2 separate regions of the Zea mays genome follow, and region 2 is linked to region 1. The links are chromatin contacts, called in public Hi-C maps. All regions are on one chromosome and are shown on one strand. The core of a region is the stretch at or near the end of the contact, and the rest is flanking DNA. Distances in the headings are between cores, read along the strand shown. Region 1 has its middle 15 kb from the start of LOC103655593. Region 2 holds the start of LOC103653851 (plasmodesmata-located protein 8).

What was found. Hi-C and Micro-C count contacts between places; a contact is called where the count stands out from the background.
Region 2: a contact with region 1 is called in a Hi-C map of tassel, with 5 times the contacts expected there. The contact joins the promoter of LOC103653851 here to the enhancer-like site in region 1. A contact is called at or near these places in 6 of 25 Hi-C or Micro-C datasets (bundle sheath, ear, leaf and 2 more).

What each region holds. Positions count from the first base shown.
Region 1 is chr4:154,160,216-154,167,226 of Zm-B73-REFERENCE-NAM-5.0, reverse strand. No RefSeq gene overlaps it. Among protein-coding and RNA genes, the nearest start is that of LOC103655593, 15 kb to the left of the region's middle. Within about 2 kb of position 1,531, at least 12 of the 20 cell types and tissues checked have an H3K27ac peak or open chromatin away from gene starts, as enhancers often do. A contact at or near this core is called in bundle sheath, ear, leaf and 1 more, where this site is marked.
Region 2 is chr4:154,380,202-154,387,046 of Zm-B73-REFERENCE-NAM-5.0, reverse strand. LOC103653851 (plasmodesmata-located protein 8) reads right to left here and starts at 4,916. Exons shown (of 3, transcript XM_008680659.4): 1 at 3,585-4,916; 2 at 753-854; 3 at 265-653. The coding sequence starts at 4,305. The coding sequence ends at 643.

The sequences.
Region 1 (7,011 bases), core at 282-2,781:
TAAAACACAGGCGCGCCTGTTCCATCGACCAGACCTCGGGAACCGACCTGGGCTTCCTTTAATATCCGAAGTCCAGGGCTCCCGTTATACCTATATATATATATATATATATATATATATATATATATATATATATATATATATATATATATATATATATATATATATATATATATATATATATATATATATATATATATATATATATATATATATATATATATATATAGGTGTTTATCACTAGGTCGAATGATACATAGTCAAGTTACTTTTTTTTGATGCAACAGAATGACAGCAAATAAAACTATGTCTTTAAAATAGTCATTCTTGAGGAGCTCTAACTATTACAAAAGTAGCAGATTATGATTTCCTCTTCAACTCACATTTTTTAACTTGTTGAGAATGACTGTCAGACAAGCAGCGTTGTCTCTCTTATATGTTTTATGCACGTGGATGTGGTTGTTAATTTCTCAGATTTATTTATTAAATTCACATATTTTTCTAGTAATTATTGAAATTACATTAAAAACTATCTTGTTTTTTAAACACACGACGCTACTCTCAGATGATTTGAGGACTCAGTTTTCTTCAGTCTCTCTGTGCCGATCGACTGCTAGTGGCCTGTTGCAGTCATTGTCAGGCGTCGTACGTCCTTAACTGTCCGCTCCCCCACCCTGACTCTATGGAGCTTGGAAGGTCAATTGATCTGCGCTCCGTTTCAAGCGGTGAGTTTGCGTTTATACTGGCCTTTGGCTGCTTTTTTTTTTTTTTTGGGAAGCCGACGTTGCTAGATTGCTGGTTGACGGTCGTGTACCTCAACAGGTTAGTGAAAATTACGCCATGTTCGTGCTAAATTGCTCTACGGTTCAGCTGTTGATGGTTGCTGTACACCAGCTGTTCGACGAGCTAACGCAAGCCTTCGTTGGGGAGAACGAGTAGTAGTAAAGCAGTGCTGGGATTGCGGCCGTGCTAGCTTTCACGTTGGAGCTTCCTTTTATTAACAGTCACAGTCATACGCAGCAACAATATCCATAAAAAAGATACGTTGCGAGGCTGTTATAGGGTCGATATGACCATCAAGAACGTCGTCGTCCGTCGTTGGGTCTCGCGGAGTACTTTCTTCGTTTCGTTTTAGTTGTCGTTGAATATTGTAAAATTGAACTATCCAAGACAACTAAAAAGAAACGAAAGGAGTAACATACAACAGACTACGTACAGGAGATCAGAAAAGTAATTAAGCCACAAAAGACTAATAATACATAAAAAAGCTGACTGGATGCTGGATTTCTCAAGCGACCATGATTCTCTTGTTTATATAGAAGAGAGTTTTACTCTAGCAGAAAGTACAGTCCTGTAATACAATATCTAAGTTTCCCACGTCAAAAATAGATTCAAAGGAAATCATTTCGGAAGAAGAAGAAAAAAAACGCACACAAAAACTGTCGGGCTCGTATTTTCGCTGTTGTAGAGAGACAAATGGGCCTCGACCAAACTAAGTGGGCTTTAGGATGCTGTATGCCCACGAAGACGAATCGTTGGTCCTCTTTCTCATCGCTACGAGCCTGCCGCGGCACTTGGTATGTTTTTAAACACTTACTGCTACTGTACTCGATCGTATAAGGCGACGGGCGACGCGGACAAGAAGATGTCTCTATATTTTCTCCATAAAATTGAATGGATTTTTTTACGAAATTTCTGTGTTCCAAATAACCCAGTTGACTTCCCGTCATGGTCGACTGGTCGTCCACAACATTTGCTAGTGGTAGCTTGCAGTCCACAGGCATGACAGCTCTAATCAATCCGCTATTCCCAATTTTGTTGTTGAGTGAGGCAAAACAGGTCCTCCGTCGTACGACCCCTTTGTGTGCTTAGGTGATGCCTAATACCTATGAAAAAGAAGAAGAAGAAAAGGGCCAGCTGATTAGCTCAAGTTATAACTTCGTCACTATAGCAGATGCTATAGATAGATCGGTGTATACAAGGTTATTGCTACAAATTAAAGCGGTCCCAGCTGTTTCTAATCATCAAGCTTTGCATGCAGATTTCACCGGCCGGCTGCTTCTAAATAATGATTTTGACAGCGATACAAACAATCATGGTTCCTTTCTTTTTAATCCTCTCTCGGCCCCGTAGCTTATCGACAGCTATGGTTTTTTTTTGTTTTTGCAATAATGAAAATGTCAACGTTTTACACTTATTACCAACTCGCCTTTACAATGAAGACGACAAGGCCGCCTCTCCCAGCCGTATACTAGCTAGTATAGTAGTGTACACATCCTATCTAGCAGTAGCTCCATGTCACTGTCCCAGAGGCAAACATCAGTCACCTGCTGGGTTTGACAGCCAAATTAAAGCGCCTTTTGGTTACAGAGACTAATCTTTAGTCCTTAGCTTTTAGTCTTTTTACCAAACAGAATGACTAAAACATAGACTGATTGACTTTAGTCTCTAGTCTTTGACATGGGTGCTAAAAGAGACTAAAGAGTAGCATTTACTATCACTGTCTGGATTGTTTACTTATTTTATATAAAATTTCAACAGCTGGAATAAATCTAGGTCCAATCCTAGACAACCGAACATGCCCTTAGACCTTGTTCGTTTGTGTCGGATTGGTGGGTCGGAACGATTTCTAACCGAATTGCTTCTCTAATTTATATAAGCTTTGATTAGCTGGAACGATTCCGGGTGCAATCCGATAGAAACGAACAAGGCCTTAATGTGTTTAGATTCTGCTTAGTCTATAGAACAAAACAGGGTAGGGACTAAAGTTTAGTCCCGGGACTAAATTTGAGTCCTAAGAGACTAATGGAACAAACGGTCCTTAAACCAACTCTCGTGCAGCGTGCTCTAGCAAATACTTAGGCATAACGCAAACACCTCGTCTAGTCCTAGAAAGAATATAACAATTAGTTAAACCATAAGTACTAAATTCTACTAAGATGGAGAAGGCGGGACGGATTATTAGCTAAAAGTCAGACCTGAATTCCGGTTGGAAGAAGACACAAGTATATACCGATCAGGCAAGCCTAGACGTATACATGGCATGGCATGGCTAGATGAGCAGACAAATTAATCTTACCAAACGTCCTAGCTTTCCGTTTGCCTTTTGCAGGCTCTTTTCCATGTGATGGCCAATGGTAATAACCACACATGAATGCAGCAGCAGCAGCGTATAGCAGGTAATAAAAGAAAATATACCTAGCTGGCTCGACCTGCTGCAGCCTGTTATTACTACGCACTACTCCACTCCAGTAGTATTTGCAAGTCTGTGCAAGCTGTACAAATACACTCGCACGCACGCTGCTCTCTCTGCCTGCAGGCGCACGCTCCTGTCCTGTCCCCTGATCTCTGCTGTGCACTCTCTCTCTAGCTGTCGATGACATGCGGGGGTCTGACACCATGAAGATGATCAGATTTTGCTGTCTTGGTTGAATTTGTAAAATAGAGTATCCAGATAACACTATTTACACGAATAGACGAGTTTGTTCGCTTCGGATTAACTGTTGCAGATGCAACTAATGGAGATAAAAACATTATACAAACAGTAAAAACCGATACAGAATAAAACCAAACTAGAAGCCCGTATTAGATGGCGGGCCAAGAAATAGATCTGTAAATATCTGCGGTTACGCAGCCTTTCGCGCGCGCATTCTTTCGACACGACACGGCTACCCTGGCAAAGTATAACTGGCAGTACTGTACGCTACGCGGTATGTATGTATAATAGTTTGGTGGCGTAGATCCAGCACGTACAGCCGTCGGCCACCATGACCATGATGGTGTACACTGAGCAGGTGGGTGGGTCGTGGGTGCAGGTGGGGCCCGAGGAGGATTGGCCGGCCCGCAACGTCCCCTTCCCCATTGGTGTGATTGGTCGGGCCCCATGCGCGACCAACCCAGGAGCCCCACGTCGGACTCCCGCCATCGCCATGCAGATGGCTCATCACTCATCAGTCATCAGTTATGCTGGTGGAAGGCCAGGGGTGATTATTTGCCATTCTTCGCCTCGGGTAAATCACATCCCCAGCCTGCTTTTGGGGTTAGGTTAGGTTAGGTTACCATGATGATATGCTTAGCATCACTTACGACGACGAAAGTTACAGAGCCATCGTCGATGGGCCGGGGCGAGTAGAGGCCGGAAAGGAAGCAAAAGTTACAGCTCGCTTCGATCTCCATGTGTGTGGACGGCCGGCCTGCCTTTCCATAATTTTTCATGCAAGTGGATAAGATGTGTGTCTTCCGGGCCCCACGTTTCCAGGATGCATGGGAAAGGTGAAAAAAGAAGAAGAAGCAGCCAGGCGTTCAATCGATGGATCGGACGATAATGCGGTCTATGTATCGTGCCATTGCATCGAGCAATGTGATGTGATGTGCGCAAGGTCGATCAGTAGTAGAGATCGTCCGCATGAAATTGATCGAGAGGCCCTCCTCCACTCAAGTCATGCATGCTAATGGTACTCACGCTTGCGGCTATAGCTGCCACCCTCTTGCATTGTGCACTGCATGCTCACCTGCCGTTCGTTGCTGGTTGGCGGCGCTTTCCAAGTCTGACTGTCACGCCGCATGTGGTCGGGGACGACACACAGCACAGCAGCCGCGCGCGCGCGCAAATGTACATCGTACTCATTTCGTGGAAGGCACGAATCGATGTTGCTAAAACATAAAACCAACACCCAATAGTACGCCCCAGGCTACCTATAGAGGCTACAGAGTTGCGAGATCGGATCCAGCGCAAATCACACCAGTGCATGTGTGTGAGTGTGCAACAAATCAAAGGGGCCGCTACACTACACACGACCGTACGTGTGACTGTGCGCGCACAAGTGTTGGTCAAATGATCTAAACTGACAAACAGCTGCAGCATACACGCGTGCGGCGCTGACGTACGTGCAGAGGATGGAGACTGACACGATTCGACCCTTTTGCTTCACTTCTCTCCAAGAGATCCACACTCGATACAGATATATACTGCACTGCATAAAAAAGATCTACTACCACTACCGGACATAGCTCCTTTGCAAAGGCTATTTTACACTCGACAAAGAACGCTCGGCCATTTGACACTCGGCAAAGAAAAGTCACCGTCACGGCGCCAAGTGACGGTGACGGATCCTTTGCCGAGTGTCTTCTTTGGCACTCGGCAAAGAGGCCAATTTTGCCGAGTGTCTGCTATCACGGCCCTCGGCAAAGATGGCTCCAGTGGGCCCCACCGCCAGTCCCTATGCCGAGAGCTCTCGTAGGCACTCGACAAAGAAGGCTTCTTTGCCGAGTGTCTAGTGGACTGGCACTCGGCAAAGAGTCCTCCAGTGGGCCCCTTTGCCAGTCCCTTTGCCGAGTGCCTTGACCACAGCACTCGACAAAGATGGCTTTACCGGTTCCCAGGTTTCCTTCTTTGCCGAGTGCCATGGTCAGCACTCGGCAAAGATGGTTTTACCGGTTCCCAGGTTTCCTTCTTTGCCGAGTGCCATGGTCATAGCACTCAGCAAAGCTACCCTTGCCGAGTGTTACACTCGGCAAAGTGACCAGGAAGTCCATTTTTTATTTGTTTTTGTTGTTCCATCCAAACAAACAAAAAATATATATCATTCACATCACATTATATATCCATCGCATCACAGAATCAACACATTTATCATCAACACCATATATATCACAAATATCACCACATAAATCAGGTTTCACATCACATAAGTCTCACTAAGTATCTCACAAGACCAAGTATAACTAACATCACCAACACTCACAAATATAAGTCTGGATCATCACAAAACAGATCATCAACGAGGTGGGCATCTGGACTGGTTCGGCGAAGGGCTGGACGAAGCGTGAGGGTTGTTCGACGCCGCCGATTGACCCTGCACAGAGAAGAGATTGCATGTGTGAGAACATATGAATATATATCATGCAGTACTAAAATTTTGATACTCACAGGAGTAGTGAACTCAGCAGGGTCAGTTGCAGGGAACAACGGAGGTGGTGGAGCATGACCCTGTGCGGCGCCAAGGCTCTGCATGTACGCGAACATCTCTGCCATCCTCTTCTCCAGCTCCTCACGTTGCCTCCTCTCATCATCTAGCTGAGTCTGTAATATTTCGCCCTAATGTTACGATAATGCAAAGAGAAGATATATAATAATCAATGAACGATGAATAGATAAGGAATAACCTGGAGTTGCTGGATACGATACTGTGAGTTGTCCTGCCGAGGTCGTATGGCTGGGCTCGCGCTCGTGCTCCTTGCTCGCACCTGAGAGAGAGTCACTAGTACAATTTGGCTCTATACAAGCGGTAGGATTTTTACATCACAGGCGGTTCGGTTAGAAAACCGCCTGTGATGTCCCAGGCGGTTTAGTACGCCTGTGATGTAATAGTATCACAAGCGGTTTTTGTTTAGGACCGCCTGTGATGCTCTATCCTTTTCACAAGCGGACCCTAAGACAAAACCGCGTGTGATTGTAAAATTATGAAAATACAATTTAAATATGAAAATAATTTTAATTTTTAACAGAAATATGCAAATACAATTTAAATGAATTAATATTTAATTTTTAACAATAATATGCAAATACAATTTAAATGAATTATAATAGCACACATAGATAACTAGAGAGATTTTAAATTAATTGGCAACCACAATTCATAGTCGATCATACATGATAACAAATACAATTTGATTCATACAATTTTTCATGAACTACCATTTTTCCGCATGTATGGCTTTAAGTTCTTATCAATTTTCTTTTCCACAGGCTTGATTCTCTCTGGACCGTTAAAGACGAACATCTCTTCATACTTATTGTATTCCTCATCTTGGTCTCCCACATTCTCAACTCCAACAATTTTTTGCTTTCCAGAAATAACTACATGCATCTTCTCATCTGCTGGATCGAGTACATAGAACACTTGTGCAACACATTCGGCGAGAACCCACGGGTCATCTTTATATCCTACTTTCTTTAAGTCTACCAGTGTGAGTCCGTAGTTATCCACTATCACCCCCACGGGATGTTGT
Region 2 (6,845 bases), core at 3,667-6,166, 220 kb before region 1:
AATACCTAAATATATACTTTAAGGGTCCGTTTGTTTCCTTGGAATTGAATTCCATGTTAATAATTATAATTTAGAAAAAAACTAATTAAGTTCATATATTTAAATATGTAATATATTTGTATATTATCATAAATCATATGAGAGAGATAGTTATATACTATATTTATGTTATAGAGAAGTAATTAGAAGAGTGTGCTATAAGTTGTGCATTGGAAAAATAACATATAAATCTATAGAATCAATTTCCATCTCTCACCCCATGAATTTGAGATAAACTTATATGATAACTTTGGAAAGTGGTGGAATGCCACATTCTAAAAAAATAGCCTATTCCACTAGTAAGATTTCAATTCCTCAAAATGAAAAGAAAAAAACGGGACCTAAGAGTTTAGGAACTAAGACGGCACAACACTATAAGTTTAAAAGACTGATAAACAGACACCGCTGCTCGGACAGCTTAAAGAGCCCAAGCAGGTAGTGAATCTCTAATTCTCTATCCCCGGCAAAATCAATGTGACGATAGCTGTAGTTACGGTACGAGCTCGACGGCCGTCGTGCTTTTCACGAAGACGATAAAAATTGTTAGCGACTGCTGCGCGCGGTCGGTGCGAGCCCTTCTTCATCTCTGCCTTGTGGGGGTAGCTAGCTTGAGCCTGCGAAGAAATGAAGCGCAGACAGATCAGATACTCCTTCCGTCTCCTTACTCGAAGTCTCGAAAGAAGAAACAGGGTGTGAGAGCTAGTGTGCCTCACATGCTTTTCTGAGGAAAGAGATGAACACTACGAGTGCTGCTACCCCGGCCGAGATACCAATTGCTATTGCCAGTGTCCTCCCAGCGTCATCCTCCGGATTATCTGACACCAAACGACGCAGAATTTATAATCAAAAGAAAACTGGACTAGCGCAGGGCTGTATACAACGGCACTATATATACAGAGCTCTAATTAGGTCTGGTTTGGTAATAAACAAATTAAAGGGATTCTATGAGAGGAAACCCTTGAACCATTAGCTCCATGAAAACTATATATCTAGAGCTAAATATACATTTAGGCCCCATTTGTTTCCTTTCATTTTGAAGAATTTGAATCTTACTAATGGAATATGCTATTTTTTTAGAATGTGACATTCCACTACTTTCCAAAGTTATCATATAAGCCTATCTCAAATTTATGGGGTGAGAGATGAAAATTGATTATATAGATTTACATGTTATTTTTCCGATGTATAACTTATATTACACTCTTCTACTTGCGCCGCTATAACATAAATGTAGTATATAACTATCTCTCTTATATGATTTAGGATAATATACAAATATATTACATATATAAATATATAAACTTAATTAGTTTTGTCTAAATTATAATTATTGAAATGGAATTCAATTTCAACGAAACAAACTGGACCTTAGAGTATTTAGATGATTTATTTCTATAGTTTAGATTAAATATAAATATTTAAACCACTTCAGCTTAATTTATAATTATAGATTCAACATGGGTCTCAGAAATAAATTGTCTTGACTAGGGCATTGCATCCTGTTTACGCTTATGCTTCTCGAGTGACCGATAGCACTCGTCGGGAAATGGATCCTCTACATTTTGAAATGGATAAAGTATTTCGCCAATGAACTATGGAGGTGTTTGATTTTAGTAATCACTCCATCTAAAATAATGTGATGCATCAAGCATCATAAGTCCATTCATAAATTTAGTAGGATGTACTTATTCTTCATGTTAGTACTAACTAACTATGAGAAATGATGTGGTGATGGATCAACTCATTCCATTCTACAAACCAAATAAAAAAATAAGGAATGAGAATATGATGTACTACCTTATTTCTCAAACCAAACACCCTATAAGTTTCCTGACCTCTGCATCAAGAGAATAAGCTTTGGGCTGAAATTTTAGGCCAATATACATGAAGGATCACCAAAATAAAATATTTGCAACTTGTGGGGTTATCTCTCGGAGCTTCCAAAATTTCGATTAAGCTATAGCAAAATGACAAAATATCAACCATTGAAGAAAATTTCTAAAATGTTCTAGTCGATGTTACTTACTTGATCGAACAAAAAATATGAGATGCAACACACAATAACTCTAGTTGTATTCATGTTGGTTGCATCTTATGTTTTTCATCATGGAAATTGGAATGTTTCAAACCATCTTTAGACACTAATTACAGTTCTTTATGAATTCCTTTGTTTTTGGATGTTTCCCCTCTTCAAAGCTAAACATATTTTTTGGAAGCTTAAGGAAAAAATTAATAAGTTTAAAAGATTTGATTTGGGTTTCTCTTATCCTAGTATATCTCTAGAGTTATTATCGGATATTTTTGAAGTTTGAAGATTTTTTTTGTGTTTTAAATGCATCATCATCTAGTGTTTACCAAATTTGTTTTTAACTAAAAATGACACCATCACAAAAGGTGTGAAACTATGACGAGTACATAAGGGTCAAATGAATCTCACTCCTCTTTTCAGTATAGTATAATAAATATAGCTTTATTTCAGTACTCCCTCCATCCAAAAAATAAGATAAATCTGTCTTTTTGACATGTTAATCAATCCATGTTTTGTAACATTTATAAAAAAATAATATCAACACTTATATATATCTAAATATGTTCGTTATCAAAATATATTTCATGATTAAGCTAGTGGTGCATATTATCCATCACAAATATTAGTGTTTTTGTTTATATTTGGGCAAAGTTGATATTACTAAACGACTCCTCGAAAAAAATAAGATCTACATTTACTGTTTGGAATGGATGAATTATTTCAGCACTCAACTAATATTCTTGACCTGTGCATCAAGAGGATAAGCTTGTGAACTGAAATTTCAGGCTAATATAGGGCTTATTCATTTTTCTCTCAATCTATATTAATTACGTATATTTAAATTGTAAATAATTTAAAAAAATTATAATTTTTTCAATCTCATCTAATCCACGTGGGATAAGAATAACCGAACTAGGCCATATATGGACGAGGATCACCTAGAGACATACGCAAACAGCGTGTGTTACTGTTTGCAACAAGCAGTGCTAACTCTTGGGCATTCTAGTAGCTACTAATAAGCTAGTTAGGCTGGGCAGTGACGGTGTGCTTTACCGTAACATCGATCCAAAAGGCCGCCAAATTTATGCCGGGTGCATATATTCCCTGTGTCCTCTTTATCAGCTTTGGAATCTTACCAATTCGGAATCTATTCTATTCCCGGTTCCATTCCAACCAACCAGTCACACTCACACTGGTTGCAACCAAGCGAGTGATTCGCTCATTCGCACACATGTAGCATCCGCTCTTTCTGTTTTTTTTTTAAGATCAGGACTTTGGATAATAAAAGTGTTTTTCTTTCAGTCCTACAGATTCGAGCTCGATCGTGCTAATAAAAAACTCATTAACCATTGGACTGCAAAATACGCAGCATATTTTATATAGTGTAAGAGGATCAAATTAAGAACGTTAAAATAGCCAAACCCTTGTCCTTTTTCAGGTTACACAGACATAGAAATGCGCTAATGGTCATTGATTAGGATAGGACGTGACGGTGTGTGGCCGTGCAACCACGTACCTTGCGACGACCGGAGCTGGTTGGCGCCGTCGGTCCAGTACCTCACGGAGCACTGCACCAGGTACACGTCGGCGGCGAGCGCGGCGCCGCACGTGCCGCGGAGCTGCGCCGCCGCCTGCGCCAGGCACGCGGCGCAGTCGCCCGCCGCGATGCCGCCGAGGCACTGCGCGGCGCCCCGCACGGGGCCCGAGGCGCTCACCTTGTACCCGCCCGAGCCCGAGCCCGAGGCCGCGGTGGCGTCCACGCCCTGCAGCTCCGACAGGACGGCGTCGCGGGACCTCAGGAACCAGGGGTCCCCGCTGGTGCCGGCGCCGCAGCTGTGGTACGCCGCGGAGGCGCCGCCGTAGCGCACGTAGCACCCGTCCGACTGCAGCGACGCCGCGGCCGCGCCGGCGCACACCGCGCCGATCCGCGCCACCGTGTCGCGCACGCACGCCACGCACTCGCCGGGGCGCAGGCCGCCGCGGCACTGGTACAGGCCGTAGGCGGCGGGGGACTCGGCCTCCGCCAGGCCGGCGCCAGGGGCGGTGAAGGTGCTGTAGGTGGCGCCGGAGGACGCGGTGGGAGCCATGGAGGACAGGAGGGAGTTGAGGTTGCTCTCGAAGGCCGTGTTGGGCGCGTACCTGGACGGCGAGCACCCTGCGTACACGAACGTGCCCCGCGCGGCGTCGACGTGGAGGAAGAGTGCGGCCGCGACGAGGCCGCTGATGAGCAGGTGCATAGTTGGAGCCTTGAGACTGTGCTTGAGCTTAGACACAACAGTGCTAGCTGCTAGGCTAGTAGCTAGGACATGCAAACTGGGCGGCGATTTTGATTCGCTTTATACGGGCTTAACTTAGCTCTCTGGAAGCTTCTGAACCGCGGTTGCATGCTTCATTGCTTTGGATACAGATCGATCGATCGATCGATCGATCTTAAGGACGCTTGGTGCTGTGCTACTCGCATCAGAGATTCTTGTGCAGTTGTGTTGTGCGGCATCACGACCAAAAGCAATTCCTTTTTGGGATGGGCAGCAATGGCAATGTCAACTTTGATATGAGCCAGCGTCAGCGACGATCGCTGCCGTGTCGACGAGTTCGCGTCCGTGTGCGTTGAAGTTCAGCACGGCGCGGATGTGTCCGACACTCCCACGGGCCCACGGCTCACGTCGCGGCAGTGGCACAGTGGACACGACGTCGCCCGCGCCCGTTACCTGGCGAGGACGCTTGCGATTCCATCGCCGTCAGCATGTGGCTCGGGGCACGCCGGCGGTCAGTTTATCCGCTCGCCTTTCATGCACGGCAGGCCAGCGCGGGCGGACCCGTTGGACTCGTCTGCTCTACGTACGGCGGCCGGCAGAATCGTGGTATGGCAAGTTTGGGGAAAGGATAGTGTGTGATTAGATTTCTTGTGTATAACTATCGTTGTCGTATCGTACAATTAACTAATAAAAATTATAAAAGATTTTATTTAATATAAATATATATTTTAAAAAAATATAGTTTTCGATAGTTTAATTATATAATACCTATACAAAAATTTGATTTTATACCAGTTTTATCGATAAATTAGTAATTGAGCAATTTTTTTTTCTTTTTTTAAGGAATGAAGGAGAATAGGGATGGCCAGAAAGAGCCAGGAAGCCGGGAATGATTCTTGACTCTTGAGAAGCCGAATGGGCTATCCATGATAGGTTACCTACTAATGATGCCACTTGTATCTGGGCCTAACAGGCTTGGTGATCATAGGCGATGATTCTGGGCTGTGCTGTGCTGGGCTTTTTTATGTTTTAAATCGGCAAACAAAAAAGGCGTTTGTAAGTTGTAACGGCCCTCGCTTTTGTGTTGTCTTCCAATTCCCCTGCTGCTGAGGTACATCGTACATGATGTCAACAGGCACGCCGGTGGTCAGTTTATCCGCTCGCCTTTCATGCACGGCAGGCCAGCGCGGGCGGACCAGTTGCACTCGTCTGCTCTACGTACGGGACTACGGCGGCCGGCAGAATCATGGTATGGCAAGTTTGGGGAAAGGATAGTGTGTGATTAGATTTCTTATGTACTAGAACAGGTGGCGCCCTTATGGGCGCCCTATCCCTTATGGGCGCCCTATCAAGAAAACGCACAAAAAAATCAAACACTACACAATTAGCTTCAAATTAATTCTGTTCGTTTCATAGCAAACCTACATAAAGTCTGTATGAAAAAAGTACATACCGCACTGATGTTCTTTGTGCCTTTCACCAGAATAAAAGTTGAAAAAACATAAAATGGTCATAACTGATGAGAGTGTACGAAATATAGTACATATTATGGTGATGAAAGACACAGTATGTAATACATCATATACAAACAACATCATATATAAACGTAGTTTAGGAACACAAACACGGTGTAGGAACACAAACATATTGTAGGATACAATACGACAATAATACATAACTCTAACAGTTACATATTGTAGGATACATATGGCGCGGACGCAGGTTCCACAACTGTCTCTAAAAGACAGTGTACATGCAGTTGCGAAATAATACATAACTCTAACAGTTTGCAGCTCCATAGACTATACATGTACGGTGCAACAAGCAGATGATCGTTGTACACAAAAGCGTGTTGTAAGCATTGGTTTGTTGCGCAGTTCTTAAAAGGTCTTTGGCACAAGCACATCAAGCTGCTTAGGCTTAAACATAAAGGGAGCGAAGCACGTTCATGTCAACAAGCATAGAAATCCAGCGTGGCCTGTGCATAGCATCGATGGCGAACACTGATCTAGTAGTAACCTGAAACACAGTTGTGAGAAACATTTAGACCACTTATTTTTTTTGGAGCAAACCATTAATACAAACAAATCGTAGCGATATATCAACGCCAAGGCAAAATGAATTGAGAATGAGCATGGCTGACACATTTTTTTTTGCACAGCACAACAATTCAGCATGATGAAATCATTCTGGATGCTGGTAATCAGAGGCTAACACAATTGATTCATCATGTAAAGTCTAAGTTGTGGAACTACGATTGTGTGGTGCCTAAAATGTGCAGATCTAGACGGAGTATGTAGCATAAGATCAAACCAGCATACCTTGTTAAGTGTGCTCTGGGCCAATCTGTATCGAGCGTGTAGACATGAACATGTATCATATCTCCTTCCAAAAGCAGATGTACATAGCAGCTTGGATACAAAAGTAGTAGACAACGATCATCCAAAAGAGCGAACAGCTGCAACTGTGAGCCCAAAAGACCTGTGGCCCTCTGTGACTAAGCATCTTTGGTAGAGCTGAAA